Linked DNA regions of Mus musculus: regions 1 and 2 are each linked to region 3. A link is a contact called in public promoter capture Hi-C data. All regions are on one chromosome and are shown on one strand. Each heading gives the region's core, a stretch centred on a gene start, on an enhancer-like site or on the middle of the called end of the contact. The rest is flanking DNA. Distances are from core to core; before and after follow the strand shown.

Region 1 (3,378 bases), core at 519-3,018, 560 kb before region 3:
CCTGAAACAAAAAGGAAGGGCCAAGAACTGCTTTCTTTTATAGACACCTGGCAGCCTTGGTCCTCTCCTCCTTGGGCCAGTTAAGGCTCTTCCTTTGCCTGTTGCCTAAGTTTCACTGTTAGGCCCAACATGTTCATTGTTTCTCCTGCTCTTGGTGGGGGTGCTCATGGTATCCAGACCAGAAAAAGCCTCTCTGCATGCTCTCTCCATTCCCACCCTTCTCCATTCCCACCCATCTCCATTCACAGCCTTGCCCTCAGGTGCAAAACCCTGCACTCCAGTGAGCTGGGCAGGGCAAGGCACTGGCAACACAAAGTCTAACTTAAGTTCATACATGTCATAATAAATAAAAGTTGTTTCCAGTTGCTTTGTCAAAAAATAAATAAATAAACCTCAAACCATATTAACCCCTTAGGCTTCTCTGTGCCCACCTGTGCCACCACTCAGTTTACACTTGTATTGCTTGGACTACTACAGCAATTCTTAGCTGTGATGGCCATTTTCTAATGTCCATACTGAGAAGGGCGTGCAGCAGGTACAACGACCTGGGATATTTGTGTTTCTCTAAGCTTCAGTTGTTGAAAGGCACCTTTCATTGTGATTAAAGTTTGTTACGGATGGTGGTTAAGGCATGAAGGTGTCACCCCTCTGACTGCTCTTGTGCCCATATAAAAGAGTTCCAGAGGAGCTTGTTAGGCCCTTACAACTGGTGGCCACGCCACTGGAAAGTATCACCTGTGATGCCAGGAGTCTATCCAGACCAGCCAGCATCATGACCATGAAGTTCCTACTGTTTATACACTTCCCAGTCTAAGCTATGGGTGCAGCTTGACAGGACAACAAGCCTTTGGGAGACATTAACTGAAGAAGCATCTCCATGGTGCTCGATATTCCCAGACATGTCCTCCCTCTTTAAAGATGTCTACCAGGCCCTTGCTCCTTACAAGATGAAACTGAAATGACTCAGCTCCTCCAAACCCATGTTATTTGCTTAGGTTCTCACTAGCCTTGTCCACATTCACCAGTAGCCTTCATCTTCCTATAACATGGAACACACTGTTCTCATGTATTCTGTGACCTCTCATAATTATAGCATGGCCTTAAAAGCCCTCCATCCTTCTCTTTCTGGCAACATGGCCGTGTATGGCCTTCAACATCCCATGTCCCGAAGAATTATCTTTTTCCTCCATCTCGGTCATTTCATTCATCACAAAATGTCACAATGGTGCCTTTGTCTCCTGTTTGCAAGGCTTCTAAGGCCAAGAAACTGTTGCTTATTTATCCTCATTGACTGAATAACGTTTTACAATGCAGTCCTTAGATTTACCTAGTATCCTGGTCAGCTATAGACCCTTTGGCTGAACTGTGGAATTGCTAAATCTGTTTGCATGGGGTGCAGGATGCTCTTGGGCAGTTCCCACATGTTGGAGAACACATATTTGGAATCTAGTAAACATTTGATAAATAGAACCATGATTGAAACTACTAAGATCTCTACTAAAAATCTACCCTCTTTCCCCCTGTCTGGTTTAGTAGCTTATCACATGACAGACCCAGGTATTTGGCTCCACATAGATCAAAGTGGCTTGGTGGGAAACAGCTTTGCATTATTCTCTAACTGAGTCATGCAAAGTTTCCAATGTCCTGTCCAAATGCCAAATTGCATTTAGGGTCACTTGAGTCTAGAAGATGGTAGGCTGTGATAAGGACTCAGACATTCTTGCTCAATTGGGAAACTGGTATTCGTGAGCATACTCTAGATTTTTAGCTCAGCCAAGCCATGTTCTTAAGTAATTCACAAGGGTCTTCTAATGAACAGTCAGCTCTCTTTACTGTGCTTATCAGCAATAACGATAACTCTATTCTGGTTAATAGTCCTTTCCTGGTGACTCTGGTGGGCTGTGAATAGGCCTTGGAGAGCTTTTCAGGTTGTAGGTGAGGCCTTCGAGCAACTGTGAGGATGGACAAGGCATGGCCACAGCATCTCTAATGCCTTTTGAAGTATCCCTTTAATGTTAGCCTCTATCATCACCATGAGACACTGTTGTAAAATGCACCATGTCAAGAAACATCACAAAACTTAGGTTATGCTAAAGACCTGGGAAGGCACAAAGGATACTTAAAAGGCTGGTTTGTTAGCAAAGGGGCAAACTATTTTAAAAGGCAGTACTGAGTCAACACACCTACCTCTGGCTATATAACCAAAGGACCTGACATCGCTAGGTTAGAAAGTCCTCTCTGCTCCCAAATTCATGCAACATATTTCACAATAGCAAAAGTATGGGACCTTCCTAAGAATCATTAGTGGGTGAACAGATAGAGGAAAAGTGGTACCTATGCACTGTGTAGTAGTGACAGACCTAGAAGGAGGAGTCTTTCTTTTGTGATGACATGGATGGAGAATATTACAACAGTGAAATAAGCCAGACATAGGCCAAAAACCCACCCATTCTCATTAATATGTATTGAACTTATAGAAACAAGGTCGAAGGTTGCTTATCAGGGCTGAAGATGTTGTCCAAAGACCAGAAAGTCATGAACAGGAAAAATAAGTAAATACAGTAAATATTCAAGGTAATGAGTATGGTAACTGGCTTGATATCATTCTACAGGATGGTGTATACCACACCATACTATCACTATAATTATATATGGCTGTTATTAGTTATATACAATGATGAAATTAAAAAATGACTACATGTAATAAAAGTATATAATACAGTAGAACCTCACGTAGATGTTGTGAATACAGACCTTAGACCTGAGAGGTGGATCAGAAGACGGAGACAGTAGGAGTGACTTGCTATCACTCTGGGTTTTCCCTTTGTATAATAGTTGAGAGCTGTACATCAATACAGAATGGTTATTAAATCACCTCCTAGATAGTTCATTATGCTGCAGCAGCCAAACAGAGCATGAGGGGCCCTTGTTTTAGTATGAATTACATATTCTTTAGTATCTTCATTTTTTATTCATCTCTCAAATAACATATTCTTAATGATGAGACCACAGAGCCTTAATCATCCATAAAAGATGCTGTATTCAACATTATATCAAAGTACACATTCCTTTAGACATTTCCTCATGTGTATTCAGTGTGATCTAATATAATGTTTAGGTTTTTAATGCTCCTATATCGAGTTACCATAGACACAGCAGCCTAACACAGCACGTATTCATTGTCTTATATGTCTGAGGGTTAGAAGTCTAACACAAATCTAACTGAGTGAAGTTGGGGTGTGGACGTGGCAGGACTCCTCTACTCTAGATGGGGGATAATCTGTTTCCTCCTCTTTCTCCACATTGCTTCGCTCAATGTTCCCTTCCTCCATCTCTATAGCCTCTAGTCTCTACATTGCCTCTCACACCACCTTTTGC
Region 2 (3,697 bases), core at 75-2,574, 690 kb before region 3:
AGAGCTTTCCTTTCTTCTGCCCCTCCCCATAGATGTACGAAATGGAAAGCTGATAGGAGATGACAATAGATATCTGGGTCTTTAGACTGCTGGAACTTCCCCAACAACTATCACTCATGCTTTGGCTCACAGCTTTTGAACAAGATTTATAGACAGGGAACCAGTGGCTGTTAGCTACAGCCTTCTATCCCAAAGGAAGGGCCAGAGGCTACATACCGCAGAGGGAAGCCAAGTTAGCCCCTAGCTAAGTCAGTTAACTGGCTCTGTTAAGTCACCTTACCAAAACGAATTTTTGAAATGACACAGTCCTTTAAAAGTCGAGGACTCATGTCTCTTCACCATTAAAATTAAAAAAAAAATTTTTTTTTAAAAAAAAGGATCGTAAGTAAGTACCGCCAAGTCATTGCCATGAACTGCTACTGGGCCAAGTCCCTTGGAAACTGCCTCATTAGACGGGATGTGCTGAGCAAGGCATAATCATTTTGCCAAGAGTAACCCCAGAAACCGTGGTGCAAAATGCAGTGGAAAATAGAGCTGCCAAAATTATGAGCAGGACATTCTGTAAGCGTCAGGGAAAATAAGCCAGCCGGAGCCTTCATACTTTCAGACCCGTTCAACCCCAATAAAGAGTTATCCAGAAATGACTAACAGCCATTTATTCATAAGGATGTGGGAATTCTCCATCATCGCGCCTATGATAGTGTCTGGGTTTTTAATCTGCTTCTACCGAAAGGACCTCGAGCAGACAGCTTCCCAGATCAAGTGCTTAAGGCAAAAATCTGAAAAGGTGCTTTTAGAACCTGTCAGAGACTCAGCAGTTCTGACTCTCCTTATTATGGCTCCCCAAGCTGGCTTTGGTCAGGCAGAGACCTGCGACTTGCCTGCTGCGAGGCGAGTTAGACACCCTCTGATCTCTGGCGGCGGCTCCTATGCTAACTCTACTCCACCGCCTTCCGCCACCCACAACAACTTTCAGAACCATGCACCAAGAACTAGTGGATCTGAAAGCGCATGTCTGCTGGCGGTACACCCGGGGGAAGCCTGGAAGCGAGATCAGACGCAGCTCGGCAAAACCAGACACACAAGGGATCCCTGCCCAGTTGTCAAGGTGGGAAAGGCGCCGGCCGGCACAGCTGCCTCTAGCTTCTCAGGAGACGGCGTACAAGGCACTCTTACCTTGTACTTCATCTCGGCGGTGATCTGATGAGCCCTGGTCCTATCGAATCACACAGTGAGTGAGGCACTGCAGAGTCCGCCCCTCCATTGAGCGCTGGGCTGGATGGAAATGAGAAGCCTTCGCCTCCCGCGCACTGCGGAGTCTCTGAGCTCACAGCCCAGATCCAGACCAGCACGGCGCGGGCCTCGTTTGCATACCGCGCCGCCATTGGCTGCTGGTGGCGGTGAAGGTAACGCCTCCACCCCGCCCACCTCTAACTTCTGAAACCCTCCGACAAAGAGCGTGTAATACGATCATTTCTTTTCACGTTATCAAAAGGGCGGAGGAGAAAACAGAAAGTGGGGAGGCGGCCCCAGCCACCCGGAGAAATAAAAATATAAAGAGGAAAGACATAGGAACCAGACAAAGGAGGTACGTTCCTTTTGAGAGTAACCTAAGTTTTAAAGAATCCGAATTCACAAAGCAGTCTGACGATCGCGCTTCCTGTGACCTAGCAACTAGTTCATAAACCCATTTCATTTCAAAGCCATTCACCTTACAATCTCTACATGAAACGAGCTGGAGGAACAAAGGGTTTTCTGTCTCCAGTACCCCCCCCTTTTTTTTTTACTAACCACCCCTGCTGATAGCTCTCTTTCCCTGTCTTTTCTCTTCCCCTTCCCTTTTCTGTGGCTGCTCCCCTCACCCCCAAGTGTTCAAAGTACTTTGCTAAGTCAGTCTGCTAGGAGCTGGAAAACATTTCTTTCTCAATGAAAAGGAACTCACTCATAAGCACCAGGCCTTCCCGGTTCTTCTCACTAGGACCTCCGAGGATAAAGGATAGGTGGGAACCCATGCAGGTTCTATAGAACACACCCGATACATCACGCCTGTCCAGCCAGCACTCTCCTCTTTGACCGCTGGCATTGCCAGATTCCGCTTTTGAACACCGAGGCCTTTTCCTTTTGACCTCTCTCCCCCAAATGACCCATTAGCCCACTCACACTTATTATTCAGGGAGAACGCTTCTGTTTGATAAGCCTGGTTTAAAAAAAAAAAAAAAAAAAAAAAAAAGAACAGCCTCTTTCAGGCAGAGCGCGGGACATGATTTGTAGAGCGGTTCCATTCTGAGATTTCTATAGAGAAAGAGAATCACTCAGGAGAAGACAGGCTTTTCTTTTCCTCGGGCCTCAGGACTTGGAGTATTCAGGACTATCCCCCAGTTGGGATGCATTCCAGCCAGACTGCACGACTCGGGTGGAAAAAAAAAATCAGCTCTTACTTCTTTCCTGACTAAGGTAGTCCAGAATCAGTTTTGCCTCCCCAATCCCCTTCTAAATTTCCAATGGATTAAAACTTTTGAAAATAAATGATTTAAGCCAAAAGCATAGGAGAGCAGATGCCGCATAAAAGTGGTTTCTGGGGGTGGGGGTGGGGGTGGGGGTGGGGTAGGGTTTACATTGACAATTGAATCCACATTTGGCTGCAGCTTGGAGTTTGCTCTACAAGATGTCCCTGGCCACCTTCGTGAAGTTGACATCCCGGTTCAGGCCCCTTCCAGGTCATGGCTTTTACTTCCTGATCTCAAAGCCGAATTGAACCTGTGTGATTCGCAAGGTCTTTTGTACACAGATTAGGCACGAAGCAGATTGCGGTAGCAGGATCATCCTGGCAGCCCTGAAGATTCACACTAGGGACCTATGTTTGTAGGACAAGTCAAATCTTTCTCTCTAGATTTGTCCTGGTTCCCCAGGAGACAGAGATAGCATTCCTTTGACTTCTTCAGCAGCCAGGCTGAATCATGCTTAGATGAGTGGATTAAAGCAAGGCTAACCCATTCAACCTCAACATTGCCAAAGCCTGTGCTAGGCGTTTGTGAAATTGTCTTCTCAGGGTAGATGGCTTGATTCCTATCAGGCAAATCGATACACATTCCTTAACTTTGCAATGCTAGCCTTATAAAATGAGGACATAATAATGTGTACCTGCTAGGGAAGAGAGCTAGGGTTTTCCTTGAGTGTGATAGGAAGCCATCTAAGAATTTTGAGAAAAAAACAATTTCCCTGTTTTTGCCCTTATTATCATGCTGTGATCTCAGTGCAGCCTAAGTAACACAAGTCATTTTGTTTTTATTGGTTATGCTCCCTCTAAACCTTTTGGAGAAACACAAATTCAGTAAATAAAGGAATAGCCCTTTCTGTATTGATTGCCTGAGACGCTGAATGTGAAAAATATGAAAAACTGATTATATAATTAAATTATTCAGGAAACCAGTGGGTTGGTTGGTACCTTTCCAGAACCGCCAAGGACCCTGGGCTCAGTCCCAACCCACGCTCACCAGCATCCTACGAGTAGGTGCCTCTTTGGAGAAAGCCATGCCCAGTTAGACCCTACTGCATCCAGGAGTCAGGGAAATGGCACCCGGTGCTTTCTGAGGGATTTTATTAGTAGCCATTGGACGTTGGTCAGAGCACACATGGAAATCAAGCAAATACTGGAACTGCTTGTGGCTCAGGCAGAACCCAGTGGCTATTTTGTCTG
Region 3 (3,565 bases), core at 17-2,516:
TTCTGGGGCTTTGTGCTTTTCTTAGCTCCAGCAAGCTAGAGGTAGGACTTCCTCGGGGGATTTTAGGGGTCAACCGTTAGCAGGAACGACCTGGACATCTTTATGAAAGCCTAAGGGAGCAAAACAAGTTTGCACAGATGGTCAGCTGTTAGTGGGCGTATGATCGCTTAACAAAGAATATTTTTGTTTTGCGCCTTTTTTTTTTTAACACCTTATTCTTTCCAACTTTGAGGTGGCCCGTACAATCTTCTATCGGCTTTTTTTTTTTTTTGTGGATGCGTGTAATTTTTAAGTTCAAACTGCTAGTATTATGCCTACCCTTGAAAACCTGCTTCGTTCCCCAGAGTCAGCTCTCCTGATATTTCCAGAAGTTTCCAGTTCCCGTTCTCTAACGCTTTCTAGCAGCCGGGGTCAAACTCTGGTTTGTAATAAATTAGTCTGTCTTCCCTGTTCACTCCCCCAGAGTTCCAGAAGCCTGCTGGGTGGCTCCGCCCCGCACCCCCTCTTCGGCTTCCAAAGTTCCCTCGCGGGTTAGTCCCCAGCTGACAGGCAGCTAAGGAGGGGTTAACTGCGCTCGCCGCTGCTTAGGCTCTGGGAAGCACCGGCTCTCTCCGGAATAACCTTGGCTTTCCTCGGTCTTTTAATAGAACATCCGCCACCAAAAAAGTGGTTTCAGTTTAGGGCTTAATAACACGTCCCCTCTGACCCTCCAAGTCAACAACCCAGCCCCCTTTCATTCTCTCTCTCTTTTTTAAAAGTTATTTTTTAAAGTTAATGCGTTTCAAGTTTCACTATGATTTTCCCCTTCCCTCTACGCGGAGCAGAGGAAACCCCCTTGGGGTCCCCCCTCCCTCCAGGGTCCTCCTCCTCCTCCTCCTCCCTACCAGGGCCAGGGCGAGGGGCGGGGCTGGGAGACACCATGACGTCACCGGGCCGGCCCACAGCCTGCTCTAGAAAGTCAAAAGACGGTAAAGAGAATCCGGCCCCGCCCGGCCCCGCCCCTCCTCCCGGGCCAACCGCCCCCGACTGCGGCCCGGCCGGGCTTCCCCGGGCCGCGGAGCCCCGCCTCCGCTGCCGCCCCGCCCCGCCCCGCCCTTCGGGCCGCGCCTCCTCCTGCGTCCTGGGTCCCCGCGGCGGGGCCTGCGGCGGGCGGGCGGGCGGGCGGGGCGGCAGGGGGCCCCGGGCCGGCTTCACAGGAGCCCGCCCTCCCGCCGCAGCCCCCGCCCCGCCGCCCCCGGGGATCCCCTGCTGCCCCGCCCACGCGCGGGGGGAAGCCGCCGACCTTCGCCCTGGCCGCCCTCGCGCTGCCAGCCGTCCTCACGGACACCCGGGAGAGGTAAAGGCCGCTCTCCCGCCGGGTTCCACTCGGTCCCTCCCGCGCCCAGCTCGCGCCTCGGTGCCCGTCGGGAGGAGGCTCCGCTTGTGCTGATGTCCCGGTTGTCAAGTGCAGCGCAGTTCCCGACGGGTGCGGGGCCGGGCGCGGCGGTGGGGGCGCTGCACCCGGGAGAGCGCGGCGCGGGGGGCGGGGGCCGGGACCACCTCCCCCTGGCGGGCGGGCGCGCGGGTGTGCGTGTGAGTGAGTGTGTGCGCGTGTGCCGGCGCCGACCTTGCGGAGGGGATGCTGCGTGCGGGAGCCGCTTGCCACTTCGGCGGGTCCTGGCCGCACGGGCGGCGGGAGCTGCGGTCCTGCGAGCCCAGCAGGTACGGAGGGCCGGCCTCCTGGTCGCCGCGGCCGCTTCTCGCAGGAGGGCTCGGCGGGGCTGCGGGAGACCAGGCCGCGGCTTCCGCACCTCCCGGCTTTGTGGCTCGCTTTCCCTTTCGGTCTTTGCCCGGAGTGCCTGTTTACTCCGGGCCACCTGGGTAGTTTCCCTCCCCGTAGGGCGCGCGCCCGCCGCTGGTGGGTCGGGGCCGGTGGGTAGGGGCGCGGGGCGGCTTGGGCTCGCCGCGGGGTCGGGCTCCAGCCGGAGTTGCGGCTAGAGAGGGGAGGGGGCTGTGGCGAGGCTGGCGCGAGGAGGAGTCTCAAGGCTGCTGCTCTCGCCGACTCTGTCCTCCTCCTCCTCCTCCTCCTGCTCTCCGCATCCACTCTAGGCTCCTTCCGGAGCTGGCACTTCCATTCCCCCCTCCTTCTGGCATGCGAAGCGCTTTGTTCAGTGCAGCGTTGCAGAGGGGTTTTCCCAGGCTCCGCCCTCCACATTCATTCATGTTTTTTCTCCTTGTGACTGTCTTTACGCTTTTTTGATTGTGTCCTGTTTTTGCACCTTGTAGTATGTATTTCTTTCTCGAGAAAGAATGGTCGATCACTGGTCCTAGTCGCCACGGTGGTGCTGTCGTCTTTGAAAATAACCACTTCTCCACCGCGGATTTAAATGTGGGCTGGACAGCTAGGGACAGGGGGGCTGGAGGCTGCAAAACCGGGTCGCACAAAGCTGTTACAGGTTGGGAATTTGCATATTTTAACATTTAAGCTTGGGAGCTGTGGGAGGTCACGTGATCGGCTTACAATCCGAGTTCACGCTTTAAAAACTTCGTAATATCGTGACCGCTTAAAAGCTTTAGTTTTAATACGGAACGGAACACTTACAGCTTTATCTTTAAATTCTCTGTGCAGTCAAAACCTTTTTGGATGCTATAGCTGATGCCTCTGTGGTAGGGGGAGTTGAGGAGCTCTATCTTTCACCCATCATTGACCGTCCTGTTTCTTATTCTTCCCCTGGCGTTAGATTGGGGATAGTTTGTGTTATGCCGACTAATAGCCGTGTTAAGAGCCGTGTTGCTTACAGTCGCAAGCACGGTAATAGCCGCCTTTTCCTTATGCGTTTTAACTAAAGTGAAAACATACATCTAAAACCTTAGTCTGGGATACATGTTCTTTACCTTAGAGGCGTTCTTCCAGGGAATTAATATTTCAGCATTTTCATGTGGTAGGCAAAGCTTCTACATTGTGTAGCTTACTCCTCAGTCCTTAGCCCGTTTGGGGTGGATAATGTTTCCTGATTTTACAGCTTGGGAAATCTGATCTTCTTTTCTGAGAGCTTAAGTACCTTGAACAAGGCCACACAGAATGGGGTAAAGCCTGGCCTTGAACCTGGTCAGGTTTGATTCCAAAGTATGTCTTCATGATTTGCTGTGTCATTCATCCCTTTGGGAGGGGATTGTCCTTGGTAGGTAAATGTTATCTTCTCAGAGGAAATGGGCAAGGTGTCATGTGGGGCCACGTTCTGAGGAAGATTTCATAATCTCTCTCTAAACTTGTTTTTTTTTTGTTTTGTTTTGTTTTTTGTTTTGTTTTCTCTTTGTAAAATGGATGAATTGGAGTTGTTAATTTTTTTTTAATCTCTCCCAAAACTTTTTTCCCCTACCTCTGTAAAATGGCTGAGTTTGAGCAGTTGATTCGGTTGTTAGGATTAAATTAGGTGATAAGTAGAAACTCTACAGTAAACCCAATAAGTGTTCTCTTGTGTCGTGTACAGTAATAGATATGAGAGGTTTTAAACAAAAGCATCCTTAGTCTATTGTGTTTGCTTAGTGATTAAACTTGGTTTCACCCCATAGGGCCTGCTTAATG

The links. Promoter capture Hi-C pulls out the DNA fragments that hold promoters and counts their contacts. Capture Hi-C pulls out chosen DNA fragments and counts their contacts.
Region 1: a promoter capture Hi-C map of the C10 cell line shows a contact between it and region 3. The contact joins the enhancer-like site here to the promoter of Hivep1 in region 3. A contact is called at or near these places in 2 of 39 promoter capture datasets (the C10 cell line and pre-B cells), 2 of 484 Hi-C or Micro-C datasets (CD8 T cells and regulatory T cells) and 1 of 115 datasets of contacts at active chromatin or transcription factors (memory CD8 T cells).
Region 2: a contact with region 3 is called in a promoter capture Hi-C map of liver, with 2.3 times the contacts expected there. The contact joins the promoter of Nedd9 here to the promoter of Hivep1 in region 3. A contact is called at or near these places in 1 of 484 Hi-C or Micro-C datasets (CD8 T cells), 4 of 115 datasets of contacts at active chromatin or transcription factors (double positive thymocytes, effector CD8 T cells, memory CD8 T cells and 1 more) and 2 of 9 other capture datasets (adipose tissue and liver).

The regions. Positions count from the first base shown.
Region 1 is chr13:41,493,208-41,496,585 of GRCm38.p6, forward strand. The region is part of intron 1 of Gm32401 (a long non-coding RNA gene); the gene reads left to right. Among named protein-coding and RNA genes, the nearest start is that of Gm32401, 8.0 kb to the left of the region's middle. Within about 2 kb of position 1,769, at least 2 of the 459 cell types and tissues checked have an H3K27ac peak or open chromatin away from gene starts, as enhancers often do.
Region 2 is chr13:41,357,677-41,361,373 of GRCm38.p6, forward strand. It overlaps Nedd9 (neural precursor cell expressed, developmentally down-regulated gene 9), which reads right to left and starts at 1,325. Exons shown (of 7, transcript NM_017464.5): 1 at 1,177-1,325. The coding sequence starts at 1,188.
Region 3 is chr13:42,050,755-42,054,319 of GRCm38.p6, forward strand. It overlaps Hivep1 (human immunodeficiency virus type I enhancer binding protein 1), which reads left to right and starts at 1,267. Exons shown (of 9, transcript NM_007772.2): 1 at 1,267-1,336.